2 separate regions of the Mus musculus genome follow, and region 2 is linked to region 1. The links are chromatin contacts, called in public HiChIP or PLAC-seq maps. All regions are on one chromosome and are shown on one strand. Each heading gives the region's core, a stretch centred on a gene start, on an enhancer-like site or on the middle of the called end of the contact. The rest is flanking DNA. Distances are from core to core; before and after follow the strand shown.

Region 1 (5,806 bases), core at 3,045-5,544:
GAATTATATTATTTTTGTCCCCAAGGTTGTTCTTGCTTTTGTGATATTTCTTCTATAAATGAAAAGACACACCTGACATTTGAGGTAGAATCAGACCTGAGGCTGTTGTAGATGGACCCTCTTGCCCATCTTATACTAGCTATGGTTAGGAATTGGCTCTGACTCAGGCACATCACCCACCAGTTCTTGTCTGTCAGAATCAAGGGTGGTTGGGTCCCTCTGCGAGTCACTTGACTAGCTAGGCTCTCAGAGGAATTGGTCTCCCAGCTGGACTTGATCAGCACGGCCTCTTCTAGTGGGGCTAACGGGACATACAAACAGCTCACACACGGAGCCCTCCCAGTTAGCACAGGGTAGAATAACCTTTTGGCAAGTGTCCATAGCTGGGAGGAGTGGTGACCAGAACCCATTTTAGATTTCAGCACAGTGGCCTGCAAGAACAGTATCTGTTGTGGACAGGATGGGCAGGGTGGAATATACACGGAACCTGGGAGGAAAAGGCTTAACTTCTACCTCCAGTCAGGTGCAGTTAAGCGGTCCTTTAAACTGATCCAGATGGGGACAATGCATTCTGAGTGAAATTTAAGAACCAGCCCTCGAGCTTCCAATCAGCCATGGAGGAAAATTGGGGGGCTGTCAGTGAGAGTTGAGCAATTGCTTCTGCAGAGGATCTTAAAGATGAGCATTTGGAGTCACTGGAAAATGAGCAGAAGCAGGTAAAAATATATATATATGAAGTAACTGCTAGAAGTTTCTGGATTGTCATAAGTTGTTCCATGGCGTTCAGATTAGCAGAATACCTGGGAATCAAGGGTGAGGTGTTGAAATCCCAGGATGCTAGAGGGCCAAGATCCACAATTTAAATGTCAGTTCCAAGCAGATCTCACCTCGCCACACAGCAGAATGTACACACAGAAGCACCAAAGAGCCCGAGATGCTTGTTAAGACTGATTGGCACATGCTGCTTGGGTTTCCAGGTTCCCTCTGCCTTTGAGTGACTGCCCCAGGTTGTGCATGCTGGCCACACACTTGTGACAGGAGCTGTCAGAAGGTAGAACTCAGGAGTGGTGCAGGGATCAGAAGTTTAGGAGAGCTCCCATAAGGAGAGTAACGCCAGCGAGTGAGTCCTGAAGTGTGGCTACAGAATCAGGTGATGATGTCCTTATTTAAGCACTGATTTCATGGAGGCTCTAGGAGGCCTTAGGGCAGCCAGCTAAAGGAGCTCAGAGGTGGACCTGTGCAGAGGTGGCTGCTGCAGGTGAGCTGGGCATCTTGTAGGGAGACTGTACAGTACTCTGAGAAGAGGATTCCACAGTCACACATACCTGTCCACCCAAACCCTAACTTGGCTGTGAAACAATGAAGCTGAGCATTTCAGCATACAAATCAGGCAATAGAAAGTAACTCCAACCACCAGATGGTGGCAATGAACACCTATAATCCCAGCCCTTAGGAGGCAGGGGCAGGTATCTGATCTCTGAGTTCAAGGTCAGCCTGTTCTACAAAGTGAGTTTCCAGGACAGTCAAGGCTACATAGAGAAGCCTTGTCTCAGAAAACTAAAAAAGAAAAAAAGAAAGAAACTAACTCCAAATGGGTCCAGATGACAAAACTTTAGCCAGTGCAGCACTGGAGAGAGTGGACCCTGTACCTCACCTGGGCAGCGCAGTAGAGCTGACACTGGTAGTAGTGGGGTCAGGGAAGGGGGTGTGAGCTGTTCCCAAGGGCATGAGAGTAGGAGAGTTGGCCCTGCCCCTTGCCAGCTGTGGCATTGGGTGAGCTAGCCGGAACAGTGCTGGAGATCTTGCCCTGGTGGTATGGGTGCAGGTTGACTAGCTCAGCTACCACCCAGGTCCAGATCCAGGGCTCTCAGCTGGCCCACCCCAACCTCTGCCCCATCTATGAACTGCTGGAGCATGTGAAGGGCCAATCCTGCAGATCCAAAGCTGCAGAATCTCAGTGACACAGGGCAACAGTAGGATATCTCAGAAGAGTCCTGGTGAAGATCCAGTATTGATAGTGTAGCAGTTGCAAGAGGCCTCTAACCAGACCAGTAACTCATTACAGTGAATATTTGCAAGTAAAGAAGTGTGGACAAAAGGGTGTACTGTGGGACACACTGTGACACACCACCGCTCCCACAATGAGATTTTTTTTCCTTTTGGGAGGGAGGTTGCAAGGGCAGAGGGCAGGTACAGAGAGCTGGGGAGATGAGTAGGATTGGGGTACATGATATGAAATTCACAAAGAATAAAAAGTTAAATAGAAAAGAGCAAAAGGAAAAAATAAACTTTAGCCAGATTAGGTTCCTCCTGAGACAATGCCGGAACCCCATGGCCAGACTATAGTTATGTCCTTTACCTTGACGATGCTGGTTTGAGTAGATCCATGCATATTTCTTCAAAGGCATAGTCTATCCAGGGCCGTTGCTCTCAGTGCTGTGAATTCCTGGGTAGTTTTCATCCAGGTTTCTGGCTCTTCAGCTGATTCCCAGGCAATAGAAAGGATTCACATGGAACTAGCTCTGAGAAGTCTTGTCCAGACCAGCCCTGTCCTGAGAAGATTCAAACCTCAGATGGTTCCATCCTGGCCTTGAGCGGGGCTGAAAAAGTAGATCTCTGACTGAAACCTCCTCAGAGCTGCTCAGCCTACTCACCCCTCCACAGACTTTTACACAGTGTTTGCCATCTAGTGTATCCTGAAATGTTTATGACATACCAGCCAGATATCTGCCCCATGCTAGGTACCAGTTCTGTGTTCTATAGAACTGGCCTTCTACTAGGCCAGGCAAACTTTAAAAAGTTCCGTGGAAAAGGGTATTTTACTAAATGATCCTGAAATGGTAAATCCATAGACTTTTCCTCCTCCAAAAATAATAATAAAAAAAAACAATTATAAGTGTCATGTAGAAAGATGAATTCAAAACAGACCTTGAACTTAGATATAAAGGGTAAAACTACAGAACCTTTAGGGAAAGAATCTTTGAGATCTAGAGCTAGGCAAAAAATAGAATCCCCAAAATACAGTTCAGACAACAAAATATGAATACACTGGACGTCATCAAAATTAAGACTTGTTTGCAGAGGAGTGTGTAAAGAATGAGGAAAGACAAGCTGTAGAAAAGGAGGGAGTGTTTGAGAAGAGATTGCTAAATAGACCTGGAAAAAGGAAAAACTTCCAAAACTCACATGAAAATAACAGTACAATCAGAATGTATGTGGGGAGGGGGATTGGAAGGCATTGGGATTATGGAAACACAGGGGTTCATACAGATGGAAATTGTATGTCAACAGTATCGACCACCATAAGGTTACTGTACAGTCGGGATGCCTCAAAATCAGTGACGGGCGAGGAAGGGATGCTGGAGACAGGGCTCAACAGCTACAAGCACGTGTTGTGATTGCATAGGGCCTGTGCTTACTTCCTGTCACTCATGTCAGACAGCACATAACCCCTGTACTTCAGCTCCAAGGAATCTGACACCCTCTTCTGGACCCCACAGACACCTACGTGCACACACACACACAGCCTTTTAATGATGATGACGTGAAGTGCTGGTTGGTAAAGATGCAGATGTAGGATGGTAGAATAACTAGAATACAATCTAGCTCTCCTTAAAAACTAAATATGCCAGTATCCAACCAGAAATTATACTGGGTGTTTATGCAGCAAAATACAATTTTTATATTCATAGGAAGTTGGTTCCAGAACTGTTTTTATCAGCTTTATTCATAGAAGCCCCAAACTAATGATAGTTCCAGAACTCGGGAGCTCTGCCTGCCTCTACCTCCCAAGTGCTGGGATTAAAGGTGTGTGCCACCATCACCCAGCTGTATTAGGAATTTTTAAATGACACCCAGCCCACAGCACATAGCTCTTTTCTTGTTACAAGATGATCTTAGGAAGAAGCAATGGGGAAATTGAAGGTGAAAGTGGCTCCTGCCCTTGTGTGTGTGTGTTTGAGTGTGTTGTAAAAGTGCATCGCAGAAAGTTAGCTGCTGCTCATCTTTTCTACTTAAGCGCATGTCTATTTTTGTCTGCAGCTTATTTGCCAAAAGCAAAACTGGCTTAAAATTAGGTGATTAAAATCAAAAGTGAAAGTAAATTGTCTAAAACCGGGGTAATTTGTGTGTGTCCAGCCAACTTTCACTCTGGTTACTCCATTTGTCTATCTGCTGAGAGAGAGCATGATACCTCACGCCTTCACATAGGCAGCCAGCGCCACACCGCAGCCTTTAGTATTGGCTAGGAGGATAGAAGTGGCTTCCGTGCTCCCCTTTGAGCTGCTTTGCTGGTAATCCCAGGTGTTGAGCCAAGAACTGCACAGCCCAGAACCCCCTCACATGCTCGTCCCAAGTTCCCCTTAGAAACTGACGGAGTCGTGGCTCGGAGCCTTTCCTTGGTTCTTTTTTCACGACTTCCCAAAATGCCGAGTTGGAGGGACCGTGTCAGGGAAGGCAGCACAAGCTTGTGGCTGTTTGATTTGTACCTTATCCAGGCAGCGCTCACTGAAAAGGGAACTGTTTCCGTCACCAAAATGAATATGCCTAACACTCTTTGTTACGAGTGACCTTTTAACTGATGCTTTAAGAATTTAGCCCACAGAAATGCCATCTGGCCCTTGTCACCTGGTACCATTTGTTGCAGACATGATGCCAATGCTGCTGCTTCCTCATCCCCATTTTTGTCTCTTGTCACCCAAAAATGTCCACCATGAATTTCTCTGTAGCTTGCTCTCCTACCTGTGCTAGATTTGTCCTGGTTGGTTTTAGGCCCATTGCACTCTTCAAGTAATCATGTGTGTCTTCTAAGCTCACAAGGACCTTGCTCTTAATACTCTGGGCAGACTAGAACTTGCCATCAGCTGTCACGATGCCCCTGAGTGCTCCACAGATAGGAGGAGCACCCACAGATGCACCCTGTCCAGCAGTAGCGCCATGACAGTCATGGCAAGAGGTGGACTGCAGTGAGTTAAGGCCCTGTCTGTGTGAACTTCCTGTTTCCTTTCTGTGGTCTGCTTTTCCTTGTGTCCCTCCTCTGTGCCTGGTTCTTTATAGAATTGTTAGCCACTTTGTTCTCTAAATGATATTAGCATATGGCAAGGATGGATGACAGTGGTATTTCCTTATTCTTTACAACCACCCAGAGTGAGAAAGTAAACTGTGGGTCTCTCAGCTTCCAGGTGGCAGAGCCAGACCTCAGATGTATTGCCTACTCTATATTCTGTTCCCCGGGCCAGGCCACGCAGCCTCTGGAAATGTTGTCTTCTGTGTAACTTCTGAACCAGTGGAGACATAGCTGTGACTCAGGACGGTGGGAGATGAGGCTGCAAGTCCCAGTTCTTTGCTCAGGCTTCTGTGTTCTGTATTGCAGAATGGCCGTGGCACGGAGAACCATGTTCCAGAGAGGGGATGTGCAGAACAAGCCGTCGGGACTCTGGGGCATGCTGAAGAGCGTTACTGCCTCAGCCCCGGGAAGTGAAAGTATCCTTTACCTTCTTCTTGGCTCTTCTCCTCCACTCTGCACCAGGGGCTGAGTCAGTCCCCTCTAGGGTGCCTGGCTGCATCAGGGCCAGCCAGCACTGGGCTAGGAGGTCCAGTGGGCACGTCATCTTCCCTACACTTGTACCTAACTGCAGAAGCGTTGTCTCTGAGCTGGAGCGAACCTATCAGATCATTCTTTCCATTTCACAGATGAGAAAATAGACCCAGAGAGGTGAAGTCACACGGTGGTTTGTGGCAAGTGTAGGAACAGAACTATGGCCTCAGCTTCATAACTTGTTCCGCTGTGCTGTTCTGTCACCCACAG
Region 2 (6,479 bases), core at 1,202-3,701, 320 kb before region 1:
CAGCAGGACTCCAAGTGTTCCTTATCCATTGGACGTTACTGCTTCTTTAACAGTTTTACAACCTGGAGCTTTGAGACCCTTTTTACGGCAATGTGAAACAATACAAAAGTCCACTTGAAGGAGAAAAAAAAAGACCTGTTTGAGTTCCTTCTTGATATTTGTGCTACTTGAACTTAAGAGACTCAACCAGTCCTTTATCCAGAGTAGGCTGCACTTGTGCCACCCAAACAAATCCTCTTCTGTATGAACTGTCTCCAATGAAGAAGACCATGCTCATTTGAAATTTAACTAAGACCTTTTCAGAGGAAATGTATTCCTTGCTATCTTTAGTCATACAGTTAAAGGCTTGGTGATATGTTGTCTGCTTCCTGGTGCTACTGGACTGTGTGCCTCCAAGAGTGTCACAAACTTTTGGTGACAGCGTATATGTATTTTCCCAACACAATGCACATTTGATGCATAATAATTTTTTGCTAATGTGTGATTCATTATCATTTTTGCGAGTTGCTTTTGGTTGAGTTGATTCCTTTGATGTCTTTATTTTTCTAGGAATGGGCATTAATACACAGAATCCTCGAATTTCAGGTCCAAACCCTGTGGTTCCGATGCCAACCCTCAGCCCGATGGGAATGACCCAGCCACTTTCTCACTCCAATCAGATGCCCTCTCCTAATGCCATGGGACCCAGCATACCTCCTCATGGGGTCCCAATGGGGCCTGGCTTGATGTCACACAATCCTATCATGGGACATGGGTCCCAGGAGCCTCCAATGGTACCTCAAGGACGGATGGGCTTCCCCCAGGGCTTCCCTCCAGTACAGTCTCCTCCTCAGCAGGTTCCATTCCCTCACAATGGCCCCACTGGGGGACAAGGTAACTTCCCAGGAGGGATAGGTTTCCCAGGAGAAGGACCCCTTGGTCGTCCCAGCAACCTGCCCCAAAGTTCAGCAGATCCAGCACTTTGCAAGCCTGGAGGCCCAGGGGCTCCTGACTCCTTCACTGTCCTGGGGAACAGCATGCCCTCCGTGTTTACAGACCCAGATCTGCAGGAGGTAATCCGACCTGGAGCCACCGGAATACCTGAGTTTGATCTCTCCCGCATTATCCCATCGGAGAAGCCCAGCCAGACACTGCAGTATTTCCCTCGAGGGGAAGTCCCCGGCCGCAAACAGCCACAAGGTCCTGGGCCTGGGTTTTCACACATGCAGGGGATGATGAGCGATCAAGCCCCAAGAATGGGGTTAGCATTACCTGGCATGGGAGGCCCCGGGCCAGTAGGAACTCCAGACATTCCTCTTGGTACATCTCCATCCATGCCAGGCCACAACCCAATGAGACCACCAGCCTTTCTCCAGCAAGGCATGATGGGACCTCACCACCGGATGATGTCACCAGCACAATCCACAGTGCCCGGCCCAGCCACCCTGATGACCAATCCAGCTGCTGCTGTGGGCATGATTCCTGGCAAGGATCGGGGGCCTGCTGGGCTCTATACCCACCCAGGGCCTGTGGGTTCTCCAGGCATGATGATGTCCATGCAAGGCATGATGGGACCCCAACAGAACATCATGATTCCCCCACAAATGAGGCCCCGGGGCATGGCTGCTGATGTGGGCATGGGTGGGTTTAGCCAAGGACCTGGTAACCCAGGAAACATGATGTTTTAAGCTGCTACGATTGGATGTGCCGATCCTTGTCAAGATGAGATTCCAGGTCCTGTGAGCTGCTTTGATGGAGTTCCAGGAGTCCTTACTGTTGGTCATGCAATAGGAGAAGAGGGACCCGGGGCTGCTTTGAGGGAGGAGGGAACCAAGAATGTATGGATTTACCGGAAAACAAATTATTCATTTAATCAACAGGTGTGTTTTTTTAAGATTTATTTTTTAAAAATTATTTTTGTGGACATGGGGATCCCGTGACGGCACCTACTTTTGGGAGTCTGTAGCCGTGTTTGAGAATTGCCATCGGTCATGTGTTGCACCGTTCTGTGTTTACGTCCTTTGGACTGGCTTCTCCCAGGATTCTTTTCTGGTTTTTTTTTTTTACTTTTGATTTGGGCTTTATTTTGTGTGTATGTGTGTACTGTACTATATTGTAAAAGGGATTTTAGCAGAGACTTTAGTCTTTGGGGCAAGAGGAGAACAGGAATGCTGGGCTGTTTACTTTCGATGGAGAATCCATCTTCAGACCTTGGACTATTTTCTTTCAACTCCAGTGTATAGAAAAACCAAACTACGACCTCAGAGCAGAGTATTAACGAAAAGCACAAAAAAAGGAACTGAGTTCAGCGAGGGGTGGGGGGAGGGGGGACATTTTTCTTTTTAAAAATACTGAAGCTTGGGACGTTTGTTCTTCGGTTCACGTGCTCCTCAGCACGGTCTGTCTCCAGTGTACAACCTGCCCGCCCTCACGGTTTCCTCTCTCTCCTCCTTCAGTTCCTTGGTTACGTGTGTTTCCTTCCTGTGACCCCGCTGGTGGCCCTCTGCTTTCCCCTCTCTTCTTCCCCTTGGCAGCTGCAATACCCAGGCTCTCTGGGGTTCTCCCTGAAGCCTCGCCCCTGCCTCGGATGCCCTCTGGCCTCTTGTCCCTCCCTGCCCTCCCCGCCCTGGTGTACTCTTCCTTGCCCGCCTTGTTTCTTGTTCTCCTTTTCTTAGGAATTCCCAAGTGAATTTTATTAATGTGTGGGAATGGAACCGATGCTAAAAGCTATCCAGGATTTTGTTTTTGTTTTAAATTTTGTGTTCCTTCCCTTCCCTCCCTCTTCCCATGCGTGAAACGTTCTGTGTAATCTTCATTAAATTTGGTACAAAACCACTCACCAGAGCTGTGGTGTCAGAAAAATAAATATATTGTTTCTTACAAAACAGAACTGCCTTTTTGTGCCTTGGCTTCCTGTTCACTTCGTATCAGGGCCATTGGTTACTATATGACTGGAGTCCTAATACTGGAGCTGGCTGTAGAGATGGGGAAGGAGAGGGGCACTCTTGAGAGCATACCTTGCTGTCAGCGACCCTTCCTTGTAGAGTTGCTCCCTTCTCTGGAATCCATCACAGCAGAAAAGCAAGCCTTCCTCACAGCTGATCTTCCCCTCTAGAGCAGTGGTTCCCAACCTTCCTAACACAGTGACCCTTTAACACAGTTCCTCACATTGTGGCACCAACAGTAAAATTATCTTTGTTGTTGCTACTTCATTTAATTTTGCTACTGTTATGAATCTGTTTTCCAACAGTCTTAAATGAGTCCCTACGATAGGGTTATCTGACCCTTGGGAGGGTAACCACTGCTCTAGAGCAAGAGCTGGCCTTCGTTAGGTTCCTTCATGAGAGCCAGCAAAATGGTATAAATCAACTAGGAAGGCCAACATAGATCTTAAGTTATTTAAATAAGCTCTGAGACCTCCCTGGATCTTCCTGACATAAAATATTACCACACCTACACATCCTGTGTTTTGACTGTCCATGCGACTGTGGTCTTTTCTGCCCACCCTCCACCCCAGCCTGCCCCTGGTCACCTCTGCTAACCACATATGGCTCCCCAACACATTGATGTCTATCCTACAAGTCATGCATTGAGGTACTCGGTGCTGTGTCCCTGCACAGCTGATTTGTTCTGGTGAGTGTACTCCTTTTGAGTTGTCTGTGCGTGGAACTCAGCAAGAGGGTGTCTGTGTGCATGTCTGTTCTCAGGTGAGATGCTGTGTCTGTGTGCATGTCTGTTCTCAGGTGAGATGCTGAGCCAGGAGCAGCAGGTGCGGAGTCAGACCTGGACAAATTAGACTTGGCTGCTGTTTCACACACTGTTGCCTGTGAATGTGGCTCTCTCTCTCTCTGACAAATGGTTCTGAGAGCTGCTTTCATCTTCGCCTGTCATGTCTGTCTGCTCAGGAGCCCCAAACAACAAAAAAGTGGATGTGCACACTGGGAGATCCACGCTGCCAGTCCCCTTGGTGTGTGCTTTCCTTAAGAGGATCTGTGAAATATACGATAATCACCTTTACGGTCAGGGTAGTAGAGCCCACAAGTTTAAGAAGAGACTTATTTTGATCTACTCTGTTGATACTGGATAACACATTTTGTGTCATAGAGACAGTAGGCCGGAATCCATGATCACGACTCATGGATGTAGCTGCCCTGGTCTCTGATGTTTCTGGCCCTGAATTGTGTAGCACAGAACAGGGTAAAAAGCATGAGGAACGTGAGATGAAACCCCCAAGAGACAGGCCAGCTGGTCGGGCTGGGGCAGCCCCACACCTTACTGCTGATACTGGCATTGCAGTCACCGTGGAATTGGGTCCCATGGCTACTAGCCCAGGTAGGGAGGGAGTTGATCTAAAAGCCAGTGTTCACTTGGAGGGGCAGCAAGAGGTGTGGAGACAGCCACAGCCTGCTGGGGAACCATGGGTGTGTCACTCCTGCCTTGCAGCCCCCTGCTGGAGAACTTGGAGTAGCGCAGGTCAGCCTTCCCATTTCTTATGTTTTCTTAGGACTTGGAAGCCTTCCTTGTTCCTCATCAGCATCCCTCAGCCGCAGTCCATCCCAAGAACCTCTGCTAAGCCAAATTTATGTGAGCTTTAGATGTAATTGGTAAGTTAATAGGATCGACATAAAAATCACACTTTTGAGAGATTGAGTGTGGGTGCATGGAAAACTTAACAATGTAATGCTTTTAATAAGGAGGGGCAAAGATGGGATAGTGACGTAGTAAAGGCTCAGCTAGTTTCTCCACCCAAACAGTTTGGGTTTCATGGAGAAAATGAAATCATAGCTTGTTACTTTCAGGACTAAGTGGGGTGCGGTGCTGTGCTGGCTTTAAGGGTTGGTAAGGACCGTGCAGCATTTTCTCCAAAATAATGTGATCTAAAACAAGCCTATAGCTAGAAATGGAAATATGCAAATATATAACTTTAGTCTTCTAATGTAGGGTGTGGCATGAGAAATTTAAACAAAGGGATTAAACATGGGTGATCTACGATTAAGCTCTATGCCCCCAGGCTAAAGCTAATCTGTAAACAATTTCAATGTTTGAAGCTGCTTTTGAAACAGTTGATCCTTTTCTCCCATCCTTCCTCATTGTCACATAATGCTATAAATTCAGTTCAATGGCATTTGTCAAGGTTGGCTTCTGGGATGGATCACCTGTTCAGGTAGACTAGATGGGGCCTCAGCATAGTTCAATGAGGGGGCTATCACTTCAGCACTCTCGATATAGAGGTCCCGTGCTTCTGTTTCTCCCTGGGCTCCACAGACTATTTAGGTGACTGTGACTGTGGTAGCTAAGTAAAGTCACGGTGCTCCATAGCGGTATGGGTCGTGCTCCCATGATTATTCTCTTAGCAGCAGCTCCAGGCACCCTGGGAAAGATGGCTTCTGTGTTGCATTTGAATGTTGCCTGTGTTAGTGGTTTCTTTTTCTTCCTTTTCTGGGTGCTTTGAAAGTGCTGAAAGGAGAAGGGAGTTAGCCTTAAGGGGAAGATTCATTTGCTCAGCCGACACTGATAGAGCACCTACTGTGTGTGTCAGGGATTGTGCTGAGCCCAGGATAAAGAAACTGTGAGTCGGTTACAATACGACCTGGTGGCTACTGCAGAGAAGTGGGAACAGAAAAGAACAAGCAGCCGGAAAGGAAGTTTCTTCAAACGAAGGGTGATCTTTGAACTGACTCTGGAAGGAGGGAGGCTTCCTGGAAGACAGGTGGAAGAGAGCAGAACAGCAAGAGCCTCTTTGAAGGAAGACAGGCGTAGAGAAAATGCTCCGAGAGAGGGGCTGGATCACGCAGAGCCTGGTGTGGCCCTCTAGGACTTGGAACTTAAATTTTAAGCAAGGAAGCCTTGCAGGTAGTGTCCTAAACTTACTTGACCTCACAAGGCTAGGGTTTGATGCCCAGCACCATACGTAAAACGTTTTAAGCAGGGAAATCAGGTAATTGGATTGGCTTCAGAAGTACATAAAGTGGAGTGTGGGAGACAGGCTGGGTGGGGGAAGGGAGCCACGGGAAGACGGGTAAACACCCATGTACAACCCTAAGCTACTCTCCTCTGCTTAAAAAGGCAGATTTCCTAAGTTCTGCATCAGTATTGACTCTGTCGTTCCTAGTTCTTCTGTAATTGTTTCAAAGTCATAAACTTATTTTTAAGAAAGTCACTAGAACCTTAATTTCTTGGTAGACTCAAAAATAACACATTTAAAGCAGATCGTGAATAATGAGCAGAATCTAGTTTGTAGACGTTTCTTATTGGAGGGAGCTAACCGGGAAAATACAGGGAGCTGCACTATAAGGATCATAATGAAAGGTACTTTCCTCTGCCTACTGCGCCTGTCAGGGCTCCTGTCAGACAGGAGTGCCTTCTGCCTCTGTGTGGGTGACCACACTTCAGCTCTTAGCTTTCCGACTCAGTACTTAACCGTGCTTGGAAGCCACACTGCTAGAGAAGGTGAGTATCCGAAAGCCTACAAGCCCTGGTGGGTGCAGAAGTCACTGCCT

Evidence for each region. HiChIP or PLAC-seq counts read pairs in DNA pulled down with a chosen protein or histone mark.
Region 2: a contact with region 1 is called in an H3K4me3 HiChIP or PLAC-seq map of bone marrow-derived macrophages, with 4 times the contacts expected there. The contact joins two enhancer-like sites. A contact is called at or near these places in 1 of 115 datasets of contacts at active chromatin or transcription factors (bone marrow-derived macrophages) and 2 of 9 other capture datasets (adipose tissue and embryonic stem cells).

Annotation. Positions count from the first base shown.
Region 1 is chr3:96,882,194-96,887,999 of GRCm38.p6, reverse strand. Gpr89 (G protein-coupled receptor 89) reads left to right here. Exons shown (of 14, transcript NM_026229.4): 8 at 5,372-5,481. Among named protein-coding and RNA genes, the nearest start is that of Gpr89, 20 kb to the left of the region's middle. Within about 2 kb of position 4,294, at least 37 of the 459 cell types and tissues checked have an H3K27ac peak or open chromatin away from gene starts, as enhancers often do. A contact at or near this core is called in bone marrow-derived macrophages, where this site is marked.
Region 2 is chr3:97,200,048-97,206,526 of GRCm38.p6, reverse strand. Bcl9 (B cell CLL/lymphoma 9) reads left to right here. Exons shown (of 10, transcript NM_029933.4): 10 at 550-2,865. The coding sequence ends at 1,667. Among named protein-coding and RNA genes, the nearest start is that of Bcl9, 24 kb to the left of the region's middle. Within about 2 kb of position 2,451, at least 66 of the 459 cell types and tissues checked have an H3K27ac peak or open chromatin away from gene starts, as enhancers often do. A contact at or near this core is called in bone marrow-derived macrophages, where this site is marked.